Linked DNA regions of Rattus norvegicus: region 2 is linked to region 1. A link is a contact called in public Hi-C data. All regions are on one chromosome and are shown on one strand. The core of a region is the stretch at or near the end of the contact, and the rest is flanking DNA. Distances in the headings are between cores, read along the strand shown. Region 1 has its middle 17 kb from the start of Zfp326. Region 2 holds the start of Lrrc8d (leucine rich repeat containing 8 VRAC subunit D).

Region 1 (2,886 bases), core at 280-2,779:
AGTTGTCCAACACTCTGTGCGATGGTTCAAGCCCTGGGTTTTAGTGCTTTGGCTTCTGTTTGTCCCTAGGGAGGTGGGTCCATGAAGGAACCCAGTGAGGAATGTGTTCAATTACAAATAAACGAGAGTCTGGGAGACCTGAGAGTGAGGGATGTACTAACCTCTCCCAACATTTGAACGTGCTGGCTTCTGGGGCAGAAGACAGGTAAGAAAAAACGATCCTCATATATATAAGATATGCTTGCGTGAAAACTCGAGGCAAACACAGAAGTAAAAGTACATTAGAAAACAAAGACAATGGGCTTTGGTAATCTAAAGCCAGTGTGTGCCGCTGACGGACAGTGGATGAGAAATGGCCTAGTCTCCCTCTAAGATCGGGACTGTAGGCTTAGCCTACGAGACAAGAGGGGGCCTCACTGGCTGGGCAAGGCCTCCACGCCTCTGCCTGGCTCCCTGCTACGGGATTCTTCCAGGTCCAGTTTAGCATTCGTGGTGGTTTCTCCTGGCCCCCTGCTTGACTTGACACACTGACTACAGGAGCCTTTGCTTAGAGCGCCTACAAAAAGCCTAAAGGTAACCCTCTCCTAGCCTCTCTAATCTGTGGGCTGCTCGATGTCTTCTTTTCCTATTAGACATGGAAGATTCTTACTTTATTTTATTTGTTTGCTTGTTTGAAGACAGGGTCTTACTGTGTAGCCCTGGCTGGCCCAGAACTTGCTCTGTAAACCAGGCTTCCCTTGAATGTGTAATGATCTCGGTGTCTGCCCCCAGAGAGCTGGAATTACGACGTGTGCCAGCCACCAGGCTCTCTGTGAACCTGGTAGATGGTTAATGAGCATTTGCTGAGTGCCTTGATCACTTTCGCCGACGTGTAACCCCTGGCCCTCATTTTCCTAATCTGTATAGATAATCACTAATAAGCCACTGTGACGACAGCGGCTCAAGTCACCGTGTGAGCCAAGATTTTTCTTTTTTTTTTCTTAAGATTTATTTATTATATATAAGTACACTGTAGCTGTCTTCAGACACACCAGAAGAGGGCATCAGATTTCATTACAGATGGCTGTGAGCCACCATGTGGTTGCTGGGATTTGAACTCAGGACCTCTGGAAGAGCAGTCAGAGCTCTTAACCACTGAGCCATCTCTCCAGCCCCGAGCCAAGATTTTTCAATACGCGCTCACTCTTTCCCTCCTCGCTGTGATCCTTATAGACCGAGGTTTTGGGATTTTCCTAAAAGGATTTGAGAAAGGATGGGGGAATTAAAGAAACTTAGATGGGATTTAGTCCCAGGAGCCCTAATTTAAAAAAAAATAAAAGTAAAAAAAGCCACGAGGAGAGAAGGGAAGGCATAGCAGACTCCCAGGGCTCCATGACAAAGTGCCAAATTCTGGGTGGATCGCACCGTGGGTTCTCTCTTCTGGGTACTGAACCTTGGTTAAGGTGTCGGTAGCATTGCTTCTCCAGCCTACGGCTTCTGCTGAGGGCCACGCAGGAGGAGGGACAAAATGGATTCCGGCCCAAGGGTTACCACAGCCACACGGGTGAGTCTCAGTGTGACACAGCCCTGAGGACCACGTGTTACAGAGTTCTGTTCTGCTTGCTGCTCTCACTTCCCTCTTAATCCGAGAGCTGTGTGAAACTCTAAGGGGCTTCCGGCCCCTCGCTGGGTAGAGAATAACTTAGAGGCGTAGATTGTCAACTTGGAGACGTAGATAGAAAGCATTTGGAAAAATAAATGCTGTTGGTGAAGCCAGATCGAGATATTTTCACTACTGGCTCTGATGTAGAAAACCTCAGGGAACAATCCGAAGTTCAGAAAGGCACCCTTCTTAGTTAAGCTGGGACCTTTCATGGTCAGGGAACAAGAACAAGGGCAGCATGGCTGACGTGACTCTCGCTGAGGCTGGGCTGCTGACGACTGATTTCTTGAACCCATTTTTGCCCTTGGCTTCCTGATAGGATTCATAAGATTTGCTGATGAGTAGATGTGCATTCTGAGGATTTAAGGTAGATACGACTGATTTTTATATAAAAGTTTAGGCGTGCGATTCTCTTAAGATTCTTGCAAGGTCACTTTTAAAGATAAATAATAAATCAATTGACCCTTTCTTTGTAACTTCAGCTGCTGGCCACCAGTAAGAGACACTGGCTGAGGAAAATCCCTTGCTTGCTTACACTTTCTTAATCTATAACGAGTTGCTTAGTTCCAAATGTACGTGGGGTTGGGGAAATAATTTATTTTCTTTACCCGTGCTATGTAATGTTATTTCTTGTAAAGGTATTGAAAAACACAGTTTTTTTTTTTCATAATCGTTCACTAGAAGAAAACTAAAAAGTAATCACATTGAAATTTTGCACTGCTTGAAAGATTTTGCTGGAATATATAAACTATGGGAGAAGAAGAAAGAACCGGGGCTAGAACATTTGTTTCTCCCATCCGTCAACTCTGTGCATGTGTGTGTATGTGTAAGGTTTGTGTGAGTGGGGAACACAGTACCCTCCATTAACTACGTGTATGTGTGTGTATATGTATAAAGTTTGTGTGAGTGGGGATATAATTCCCTCCATTAACTATGTGTGTGTGTGTATATGTATAAAGTTTGTGTGAGTCAGGTAGATGCTGGAACATTGGTCCTTCCACCCAGCAACTGTGTGTGTGTGTGTGTGTGTGTGTGTGTGTGTGTGTGTGTGTGTGTTTGTGTGTAAAGGCTTGTCTGGGCGTGTGTTGGAGCTTGCTCCATCTACCAGTTGTGAGTATTTATGTATGTATGTATGAAATGCTTGGCGCCTGCTTGCTGGAGCTTTGCTCTAACCATTCTATGTGTGGATGTGCCTCTGTCTGTATGTATGTATGTAGGTACATACATATATATGTGTGTATATA
Region 2 (2,846 bases), core at 171-2,670, 48 kb after region 1:
TCACTCACCCATTGGCCTTAAACCAAAATCAACACTTCCTGACTCCAGGGGCCTGTGGTTTTGTTTTTTGGTTTTTTTTTCCTTAGTCAATAATACTTAGGTTCAAAATCAAAATCCATCACTGAAACCCACTGCTGAGAAAGAACTTATCAGAATTCTAAAAGAATAAAGAAGTGTGTGTGTGTGTGCACATGCGTGCATATTTATCATACTCTTATTAATATTTTTGAAAGAACATATTTTTTATTCAAAAGGTTATTCTTAATGCTTTATATAAATATGTCCACAGGAAATGAAGCAAATTAATTCAAGCTATGATTCATCATAATTTACACGTTTCTTGGTCAGGGCATTAGACTAATCCACCCAGTGCCACAAATCAGAAGGCACGGTGACAGAATAAGATACATTTGCAAGTTATGTGCAGTTGTGCACACATTTAATTCCAGCACTCGGGAAGCTGAGGCAGCAGGACCATGATCTGAAAAGCGATCTTGGCTACACAGGGAGAGACGCTATCTCAAAGACAAAACAATAATATAAAACCGGGTACGCAGGAAAGCCTGTAATTCAGTACTCATGAGACACACACTGGAAGAATGCCCCTGAGTTTGAGGTCAGCCTGCTCTACAGTAGCCCCACAAAAACATAGGCCAACAACACAGAAGAAGCCAAAGAGTTGTTTCCAGGCCAACCTGGGCTACATAGTCAGACTCTATCTCAAACAAACCAACAAAATCATAAGTAAATAAATTCCCAAATGTTTGGTGGACAAACTTGATAGAATACATGTACCCCAAGACTTTGTACAGACGTGTGAAGCCAGGCAGCCACGCCAGCCCGCTTTTAAGCAGCACAGTGGTGACACAGTCGTAAGTAGATGTTAGTCGAGGACAGTGCTCAACCCTGAGTGATCCGATGCAAATCAGTAAGTCTGTAGTGAACACAGCTCAGCAAAACAGATGAAAATGACTCCTTCAGTCTTTCTGTCCTGTGTTTAATTATACTACATGATGGACGGTCTGGTGTGCCTGGTGTCCTCAGACTCCCCGAGAGTCACACACGAACCCAGTCCCAAGGTGTCTTGAGTGTCCTGCCCTTTGTAATTAAATGTCAGACAATGCACGTCGTCCATTTACAGGAAGGAGACTTTTAAAAGCCAAAAGCCAACCAACATCCCTTGTACAGTAGCCCCACAACAACGCAGGCTGACCTGTGTCCCCATGACTCTTACAGGGTAAACCTACCCATGATCCAAGCTCAATTTCCAGCAGGAGGAGGAGAGTCCCAGCATAATTCTTGCCGTGAGTCTACATAGACTGCTGCCGGGTCTAAGGCAAGGTCACCTAATGTCTCCGAGCCTTAGATCCCTCATGTGGGAGACGATGCCTGAATAGGGACGGACCTGCAGTCACCTTCGTGGGCTCAAACTGTAACTCCCAATGTGTCTTAGCAAAGCCTTCTGTCCCACTGCACGGCTGAGTTAACAGGGCCACCTCTGAGTTTCCACACTTCATCGCCCGCAGTTCATTAACGTGAACGCACTAGGCTCTAACTGCTGTTCATTCAACGAACTGAGCCATTTCAGAGGAAAGAGCGTGTCTTACTGGTCTCTGCATATTTAGTATCTGTTTCTGGCTGCCCTGGACACAAGACACACGACAAATGGCTATAAAATAAATTCTCTGAATCACAGCGTCAAAAACAACATGCCATTTCCCTTTGTTGGGTGGGGGCAGGGGGCTGGTGCTCTAAGGATTTACTGGCCTCCTCACGAAACATTTTTAGTTTAAAAAAAACATCGGGCTCCCGTGGATGATATAACGTTAAGAAAAATTTAGTACATTTTAAGGAGCAAGTCCACGTGAATGACAGAAGCAACCCGTTCCCAGTTCCCGGTATGTAAGATCCCAGGACCTCTGTGCACCGCTGCCTTGTGACTCACCTTGGAGAGCTGTTACCATTTGCCTACCACTCCCTGTGCGTGGGGACGAATCCCACCATGGTCACTTCTAACAACTCAACTATTCGGAAGAAATAAGTGAGCTCACTAGGACAGAACCTGGAAAAAACTAAACCACTTGGGCGGGGGGGGGGGGTCGGGGAGTGTTGGAGGAGATTAGAACTGTTTTCTAACAAAGCCGCGTAATTTAAGGAGGAGGTTACATCAGGCCGAGGCAAACAGGGAAGGGGGTAAAAGATGTCTTTGGCTTGGCCGTGTTTAGTTTTCAAGTTCTGAAGCAGAGGCTTATGCAGTACTTGTCTGCCCTTCTGTTTTTATTCTTGCTTGAGGCTCATCCCCGGTGATTAGGAACCAAAGTGGTAAGAAAGGTTATGGCTCGGGGCTGGGGACTTAGCTCAGTGGTAGAGCGCTTGCCTAGGAAGCGCAAGGTCCTGGGTTCGGTCCCCAGCTCCGAAAAAAAAAAAAAAAAAAAGAAAGGTTATGGCTCTCTGGCCCATGAGCAGAGTGGCAGACGGGAAGCCTGGCACCTCCAAGAAGGACGAAGCTTTTGAAACACTTTGTGTTCTCAATGCCAGGTCACAGCAGTCTTTCTGCATGAGCAAATGCTGGCAGGTTGGGCTGGAGAGGTGTAGGTTACCCACCGGGTGTTTCTTGTAACCTGAATTCAGCCGAGCAGGTCTTCCCCTCAAATCCGCTCCCTGTCTACACGAACCCCCAGAGACCTGCACAAAAGAGCTGTTTGACCAGCAGAACGCTCACTCAGGCAGGAAAGGCAAACTGAATTCGGCTTGGGAGTCCTAGCCAGCAAGGCAGAACCGAGATGACTCAGCAGGCTGGGGCTGTGACCCTGAACTGGGGGGAGCCCTTTACCCAGTGCCTGCTA

The links. Hi-C and Micro-C count contacts between places; a contact is called where the count stands out from the background.
Region 2: a Hi-C map of liver shows a contact between it and region 1, with 2.4 times the contacts expected there. The contact joins the promoter of Lrrc8d here to the enhancer-like site in region 1. A contact is called at or near these places in 3 of 12 Hi-C or Micro-C datasets (liver, mammary epithelial cells and psoas muscle).

Annotation. Positions count from the first base shown.
Region 1 is chr14:4,300,457-4,303,342 of GRCr8, forward strand. No RefSeq gene overlaps it. Among named protein-coding and RNA genes, the nearest start is that of Zfp326, 17 kb to the left of the region's middle. Within about 2 kb of position 1,530, at least 24 of the 93 cell types and tissues checked have an H3K27ac peak or open chromatin away from gene starts, as enhancers often do. A contact at or near this core is called in liver, where this site is marked.
Region 2 is chr14:4,348,816-4,351,661 of GRCr8, forward strand. It overlaps Lrrc8d (leucine rich repeat containing 8 VRAC subunit D), which reads right to left and starts at 1,421. Exons shown (of 2, transcript NM_001008338.1): 1 at 1,248-1,421. The coding sequence starts at 1,251.